2 separate regions of the Oryctolagus cuniculus genome follow, and region 2 is linked to region 1. The links are chromatin contacts, called in public Hi-C maps. All regions are on one chromosome and are shown on one strand. The core of a region is the stretch at or near the end of the contact, and the rest is flanking DNA. Distances in the headings are between cores, read along the strand shown. Region 1 has its middle 16 kb from the start of RTN4RL2. Region 2 holds the start of SSRP1 (structure specific recognition protein 1).

Evidence for each region. A called contact is a pair of places that touch in the nucleus more often than the background predicts.
Region 2: a contact with region 1 is called in a Hi-C map of embryonic fibroblasts, with 3 times the contacts expected there. The contact joins the promoter of SSRP1 here to the enhancer-like site in region 1. A contact is called at or near these places in 4 of 6 Hi-C or Micro-C datasets (ear pinna, embryonic fibroblasts, skin fibroblasts and 1 more).

What each region holds. Positions count from the first base shown.
Region 1 is chr1:14,649,542-14,653,645 of mOryCun1.1, forward strand. No RefSeq gene overlaps it. Among named protein-coding and RNA genes, the nearest start is that of RTN4RL2, 16 kb to the right of the region's middle. Within about 2 kb of position 2,675, at least 1 of the 8 cell types and tissues checked has an H3K27ac peak or open chromatin away from gene starts, as enhancers often do.
Region 2 is chr1:14,784,089-14,787,967 of mOryCun1.1, forward strand. It overlaps SSRP1 (structure specific recognition protein 1), which reads left to right and starts at 1,404. Exons shown (of 16, transcript XM_070070311.1): 1 at 1,404-1,545; 2 at 1,977-2,162; 3 at 3,140-3,245; 4 at 3,498-3,688; 5 at 3,778-3,879. The coding sequence starts at 1,492. It overlaps P2RX3 (purinergic receptor P2X 3), which reads right to left and starts at 44. Exons shown (of 12, transcript XM_051854032.2): 1 at 1-44.

The DNA.
Region 1 (4,104 bases), core at 1,425-3,924:
CCGGCCCCACCCCCGGCTCCTCGGGGAGTTTGGGGAGGGGGCTGGGCAGGGGCGGAAGCGAGCTGGAGCCGTGTTTGTCGCGGCGCTGCCGAGCGGAACAGATGGCCGGGGAGGGGAGAGGGTGCGCGGCGGCAGGAGGAGGGGTGCGGGGGCCGGAGAACGGGGAGCGAGGAATCTCGACGCCCCGAGTCTCCCAGGAGAAGCCCCCCTCCCCGTGTCTTCCCGGAAAGAGCGAGGGGGGAGGGTGGCAAGCGCCTGCCTCTTTCCCGGAGAGCCCTGGCCCCTTACCCTGGCACCCCCGCGGCGGGGCAGGCTGGCGGGGTCAGACCCGCAGGGAGCGGCCCGGGTTGCAAGGGTTAATGGGCCAAGGGCCGAGTTCAGGGGTCACGGACAGAGGAGGGGTCATCGCTGCTGACGGATGAGCTGGGACCTGAGGCGGGGTGGGAGGTGGGATGAAACGGCGCCCGGCCGGGGCTGCGTTGGGGTGGCCGGGGGTGCTGTGCGGCCAGGGCCCGGGGCTGGACGGCGGGCAAGGCCACTGGTGCCGGGTGATAGAAAGTTTCCTTTCCGCCCCTCCCCGCTAGAACCCGGTGTGGGCTGTTCAGCGTCTCCACGTCCCAGCCCGAGATTCTGCATGTCTGCATGTCGGATGGCCTCGAAGAGGAGGGTGGGCACACCCTGTAGGCGTCTCTTTTTCCTGCTGCTCACCAGTCTCTGGCGTGAGGACCCCTTCTTTTCCCTCGAACACCTGCTATCCCTCCGCACCCCACCCCCCAGCATCACGCGGACCCCCAGGAGTATTGTCGGGAACCCCCACTGTGTGTGGAGGGGAAGCATTATCCCATCTGCCCTGCTTGGACCGCGCCACCTCCACCACCTCCGAGGAGGAGATGGCTCTGGATCATAACCCACCTCCACTTGTCACAAACGCAGAGTCCCGGGCTGATTCGGCAGGTGGGGGAGGGGCTCAGGAATCCGCTCCCCGCTTAAATCAGATGCAAAAGGTCCTTATTTTCAGAAGGATTGTGCCAGGGATTGGTGGGCTGGGAAGACTGGCCGGAGCCTCCTGCCAGAGCCCTCACCCGCACACCTTCCTGAATGCCCCGCCCCCTGCCCACCTGCCTAGGGTGGGCCTCTGCTTCTGGCGGGAGGGTGCCAGGCGGGTCTCCAGAAAGCTGCAAGAGGGAGGAGAGGAAGATGAAAAGGGGGGGGGGGTCCACACCTGGCCTCCTCTTGTCTCTGAGCAGGGGCTTCCCTCCCCGGCCCTCTTCAGTCCCTTCTGCGAACTTCACTCCCTCCGTCCGCCCTGTTGTGCTCCACCAACCCTGCTTCTCTCTGAAGTTCCAGGAAAGGCCAGAGGACTCTGAGATGGGCCTGGGGTGGGGGCGGGGGGGGGGTGGGGATGGCAGAGCCAACCAAAGTCCCTATCTGCAAAAGAAGGAGCCAGAGACAACGTGGGGGGGGGGATTTGGCGGGAAAGACTTGGGGGAAGATGACAATGACAGCCACGTAGGTCGTCTTCCCGTAGGCTCTTGCCCTTTTCCACGCAGACTCAGTCAAGACAGGCAGCACTGGCCCCAACAAAGAAGCAAATAAACCCCCAAACCTCTTGTGTTCAGAGAGGTTAAGCAACTCACCCAAGATCACACAGCCAGGAGGTGAGAGAATAATTGGGTCATTCAGCCTTCTACCTCCCCCTCCACACACACAACACCCCAAATATTTTTTCCAGAGGTGATTGGATAGCCGGCCCAGGCCTGCCTTCCCTGTCCCAGTGGGATGGGAAGGACATCCTGTGTGGAAATGAGAGAAGACACTCAGGTTTCGGAACATCTGACAGGTCTGGCTGCAAGCATTAAAAATTCATGCAGAAACCTGACCCGGCTGGACCTCGGGCCTGCCACCTGGCCTGTCCCTGGCCTCCTGGCCTCTCAAGAGTCTGGTGGGCCAGTTTCCCTTGCAGGGGGTCCTGGGAGCCCTGTGTGTGTTTCACGGGCGAGGCACTCGCTCACAGATTAGGGATCTGAAGTAGGGAGCCAGCTGGAAGTGCTGCCTCCCCCGGCGCTGGGTGTAAGAACCTTAGAGGCTTAAGGGCTTATAAACCCTGTCATCTGGCGCCCTTCTCGCGGGCCTCTCCCCCGCGGCTTAGATGCTCGCCCTCAGTTCAGCGCAGGCTGAAGCTTGGCTGTGCTTCCCAAGGTGGCCAGTGGAGGGCAGCTGTCTGCATGGAGGGAGCCCCAGCTGGAGCCTCTGTGGCTTTGAAGGGCAAAGATGCCGCGGTTGGTGGGAGAGGGGCAGCCCTGGACTTGCAGACGGCCCTGGCTTCAGTGATCTGCCGAGAGGTTTAGTGAGGAAGCCCGGGGCACATTCCAAGTAGGGCGTGGATGTCAGGCGTGTGACGACGGAGGGTCAGGATGACACGGCCGTTCCAGCCACGGGAGAAAAGCCTAGCACTGGACCCTGAAGGATCGCTGACACTTTGCTGAAGGGTGTTCCCTTTAACCTGCAGGCAGTGGGGAGCCACTGCAGGTTCTGGAGTGACAAGATGACATAATGCAGGAGTTGGTCTCATGAATCTGATCTCCGTGGGCAGGCTGGGTGGGAGGGAGGGAGAGACTGAGTGTAGGGAAACCAGTGAGGAGGTTATTGCTATTTTCTTTTATATTCTAGGCATGAGGTAATGAGTAGCTAGAGCAAGGGAGGTGGGGGGATAGGAAGGGAGGGATGGATAGGGGCCAGGAGGGGGACCGACTGGGTAACTGAACAGATTCGGGAGCTTAGACAAGGAGAGGCGTTAGCTGCAACTAGGCTGGGTATCTGGCCCAGGGAAAGAAGGTAGAATGGGGTACACTCCCAGCTTGAGGGAGGGGAATGAATTTTGCTTCTTCCTGGGGCTGGGGGAATCTGGGAGATGTCTCTTCCGCCTCTCTGTCCTGAGCACTGGGGCGTTTGGATGGTCCCTGCTCTTTCAGGGTGTGTGGCTGAAGGCTGGGAATTTGGGTTGTCTGCAGAGGCTGGGGGGTGCAGGGCAGGATGAAATCCCTAGGGGTGGGCTCTGCCCTGGTCCTGGTGGAGCTGGTGTGCCTGCACACCGGTGCTTGGGGATACATCTGGGACCGTGGGCGGTTGGCGTGCCTGCACGTGCTGCTGCATAGCTCTCTGCTTTGTGTGTGTGAGCGCGTGGGTGTGCAGGAGATGGGCGTCTGTGGGTCTGTCTGGGCTGCTGGGGGCGGGGGTGGGGCTGCTGGACCGTGGTATTGCTTTAGGCTTCTTCCTGAGGCTCACACCCTCCTCCCCGCGCTCACTGTTCGGAAATAGCATCTGGACCGAGGGCCCATGAATATTTCACAATGATAATTCTGTGACCTGGACAGCCTGCCTCTCATTTACCAGCATCCCCCCTCCCCCTGCCCAGGCTGTGGCAGGCAGGCCAGCCGGCCCTTCTCCCTCGGAGCTCTTGCCTGGCTGGCCCCCCAGTCCTAGTCCTTAGCCTCCTCCCACGTCACAGGCCCCTGGAAGGCCTGACACGGAGCTCCCTGGGTTCCTGACCCGTTGATCTCACCACCCCCACCCCCAGCCAAAGTCTACCTGCTTCCAGCCTTAGAGGTCGACTCTTCCGACTTCCCCAGCCAGAGTCACCGACTCAGCCTCCCTCTTCCTCAAGCCCTAGCACCTGGGTCTCCTCTGTCCGGTTCCCACCTCCCTCCCAAGCTAGAGTTTTAACCCTAAATGCAAGCCACCCTGTCCAACTGCTGTCTGCTTAGACTCACTCTCCCCTTCCTAGCCTGGGTTCTTTCCTGTCCCCCCAGTCTCTCCACACACCAGAATGAATGAAGAAGTCTCTGTTTACACCACCATGCACCCCAAATCAGGATTCCTATCTCTCTGATCCCCTGGGGGGGGTCTCTCTTCCAGCTTGACAGGATAACTGCCTATCTTGACCTACTCCATCCCTGATGCTTACACCCCACAAGAGCCAAGGCAGAGAGACTGGATGTCCACAGAGCTGCTATGTACAGTTGTGCACGTAGTACATTGAACAAGAACACTCAGCCAACCAGGCAAATGTGAGCTGAGATCCAGCCGTAGCTCCTGCTCCATCAC
Region 2 (3,879 bases), core at 154-2,653, 130 kb after region 1:
AGTTTAAATATCCCGTGTAACGAATGCTTTTCTGCAGGACACATGGGCTCAGTGGCTCGGGACGTAAAACCACTGTGGTTACAGCAGAAGAGAACGGGACCGGAGTCCGAGGCGGCTTCCTGTCTCCACCTGGGTGGCCGACTCCCAGAGCCGCTGGGCAACTGCTCTCCGCAGGAGGCTGGAGGAGATAAACTCCAAACCTCTCTCCCAGCTCAGGCCGGCTCTGATTTTGCAAGGTGCACCTCTTCCAAGATGAGCTCATGTGGTTTCCAATCAGTTCTGGCTCTAAGGTGAACCCGACACCAGCGCTCGAACTCGATCCTGCCATTTGCCAGTCACTACCAGCGCCACTGCGGTTACAGAGGTGCAGAATTTGGGTGTAGACGGTGAACTCATTTCAGAAAGGATCAATCCCACTTAGCAGGGGGCAGCCGGCCAGCAGGCCTGCCACAAAGGACACGAACGCCCGCACGCGTTTCTCTCCGCAACTCTGAGGTATTTTTCTTCGTGTTCCACAGCTTCCTTTCTACCCCTAGAAATTAACCCCTACAGAAATTAACCCCCCAACCTCCGAAATCTGACAAAAATAAAGCCACGGTACACGATTTCCCTTTAGGATCCAGTCTCCGCTTGACGTGTCCGCAACGTTCTAAGAAGCCCGATGAGCCTTCATTTTCTAGTCAGTCGGACTTCACCGCTACCGCCCCGGCCTCGGGTCCTCCAGCGTCGCCGTCGCTCTAGGCGACTGTCTCTGCGGCGGGCCTGGTTGGCGTCTCTCTAGCCAGCTCATCCTCTCGATGGTCAGTGCGCGGCTTCCGGTGGCGGGACGCGGGGCCGCGCACGCGGGAAAAGCTTCCCCAGCTAACTCCCGTTCCCCGCGTCCCCGCCCCCCTCCCCCGCATCCCCCGAAGCGCCCACCGCCCGCGCCCGGCCCGTCGCGAGGCTGCAGCTTGAGGAGGTGGGTGGTCGTCGTCCCTGGGCCCCGCTCCCCCGCGGGACGCTCCGAATGGGCCGTTCCGCGTTCGAATCTGCAGGCAGCGGGCGAATCCATTTTAGCAGGAGGGGAGAACCATGAGGGCCAGGATGGAACCTAGCGCTCTGAGCTGGGTTGGGGCGCGGGAGATGTGCACGCTGCGGGCAGGCCTTGGGGTTCCGCTGCTCGTTACCATGGCTCCCGGTGTGGCGCGCAGAGAGGGTGTTGGCTTGGGGTGGTTCTGCGGGCCTGGGATTACCGGGGCTGACCCCCGGAGCACGGCACAGCCGGCCTGTTGGTTCCCGGGCAGAGGAGAGTCTGTGAACCCCCAGGGGCGGCCACCTGGCTCCATCCGTGAGCAGAGCGCGGCGCTGCGTTTCATGACTCTCTCTTGAATTCAGATTCCCAACCTGCTGACCATCTGCACACTCACCCAGGACTTGGGGCCCAGCGCCCAGTGTATTCGGTTTCCCTTGTGAGGCCTAGGGCTCTGCCCAGGCCACCAGGGGCAGGTCAACATGGCAGAGACACTGGAGTTCAACGATGTCTATCAGGAGGTGAAAGGCTCCATGGTGAGAAGGGCTTGCGTTTTTAATAGAGATGGAAGGAGGGAGCGAGCTAAAGTTGATGTACATGAACGAGAGCTTGTCCTGGTGACGTTTCTACTGGGAAAAGGAAGTCTCTGTATAACGTGCACCTGGTGTTTCCCCCCAATAAAAGGCAATTCTGAAAAGTCGCGAGAGTTGTAGGATCTCAGGGTGTGAAGGGACCGTATTTGCTATTCTGTGTTTCAAACGAGGAGACTGATGGCCTGCGCAGGTTCTGGATGCCCGAGCCAGGTGCAGAACCGAGACTTCCTGGACACTTGTGTCTCTTTACTGGTCCTCGCTTCAGCTGTTGCTCCTGCCCTGATCACCTGGCAGTCAAAGTGAATGCTGGGTAGAGCTGCACCCAGGACACGGTCTGTACTGTCCCCGTGCATCTGGGCTCACTTTCCCAACAGAATGACGGTCGGCTGAGGTTGAGTCGCCAGGGAATTATCTTCAAGAATAGCAAGACGGGCAAAGTAGACAACATCCAGGCTGGGGAGTTGACGGAGGGCATCTGGCGCCGGGTGGCTCTCGGCCACGGACTTAAACTGCTCACGAAGAATGGCCACGTCTACAAGTATGACGGCTTCCGAGAATCGGTGAGACGCCCTGTTGCCGTGAGCCCCCTTTTTACCGTGCCATCCTGTCTGCTTTTAGTCTTCTAGAGGGAGTTGAGGTTCCCTCTGGTAGCCCCCGTGGTGCTGGTTTGGCTCCCTGGGCAGGGCCATTGAGGCCATTGAGCAATCAGTGGGTCAGCTCTGAGTGTTCTAGAGCGTTCACAGCTTTTCTGTGTTTTGGTTCCAGAAGATCTGCTTCCTACTGTTCTGGTTTAAATCGTGCTTTCTGCTTGTTTGCTCGTATCCAGGTTCAGAATCTTAGCTGGATGCTTTAGTTCAGGCTTTGCTTTTCCCTCTTAAACTGTTCTGAGTGAAAGACTTAACTTTAATGTCCACTTCTATTAAAACAATGAACACACAAAGTTTAGGAAGTCAGATAACATGGTGAGGTCCAGAAACAGGAATGCCAGTCCCTCTCTTTACTCCTCCCCTAGTCTGAGGTCCAGCTCCCAGGAGCAGCCTCTCTCCACAACCTTTTAAACCATTTCAGAGCTGAGCTGCTGAGTCAGCATGGACTTTTTTTTTTTTTTTTTTAAGACTTATTTATGTATTTGAAAGGGAGAGTTACAGAGAGAGAGAGAGAGAGAGAGATCTTCCATCCACTGGTTCACTCCCCAAATGGCTGCAAAGGCCAGGGCTGTACCAGGCTGAAGCCAGGAGCCAGAAGCTTCTTCTGGGTCTCCCATGTGAGTGCAGGGGTCCAGGGGCTTCGGCCATCTTCTGCTTTCCCAGGCGCCTTAGCAGGGAGCCGGTTCAGAAGTGGAGCAGCTGGGACTTGAAGCAATACCTTTATGGGGTGCTGACACTGCAGGCTGTGCCACAGCACCAGCTCCCTGCATGGATTTTTTGGTAGAAGTCCTATTGGGGCAATTTTTTGGATATAGGTAATGTCAGGACATTCGTGTCGGTTAAGGCCACTGGAGCTGACTGTGGTTGCACTTTCTCCCTTCCACTCATAGGAGTTTGAGAAACTCTCTGATTTCTTCAAAACTCACTATCGCCTTGAGCTAATGGAGAAGGACCTGTGTGTGAAGGGCTGGAACTGGGGGACGGTGAAGTTTGGAGGTGAGTCTTGGGGAGCAGGTAGGATCAAGGGCTGCAGCCTTTCTTATTCTCTTCCTCTGCCACAGTCTCCGGTTTCCTGTCGGGTGGGTTGCTCAATGCACCTGTGGTGTGTCAGGCTTTGTGCCTGGTCTCGGGGTGCAGCGTGAACAAACAGCCCCGGCACCCCGCCCTTACGGAACTCCAGGTTCGGTGGGCTTCTTGTCGATGCAGACGTGGGGGGAGCCTGAGGCTTGAGCAGCCCTCTTCTCACAGGGCAGCTGCTTTCCTTTGACATTGGTGACCAGCCGGTCTTCGAGATACCCCTCAGCAACGTGTCCCAGTGCACCACAGGCAAGAACGAGGTGACGCTGGAATTCCACCAGAACGACGACGCGGAGGTGTCCCTCATGGAGGTCCGCTTCTACGTGCCTCCCACCCAGGAGGACGGCGTGGATCCCGTGGAGGTGAGGCCTCCCCAGGCGCCCCGGTGCAGACGGGGCTGAGCAGGCCATGGGCTGGCCTGCTGCCGGGTTAACAGTGTGTGCTTCGGCAGGCCTTTGCCCAGAACGTGCTGTCCAAGGCGGACGTCATCCAGGCCACTGGAGACGCCATCTGCATCTTCCGGGAGCTGCAGTGCCTGACTCCCCGTGGTCGT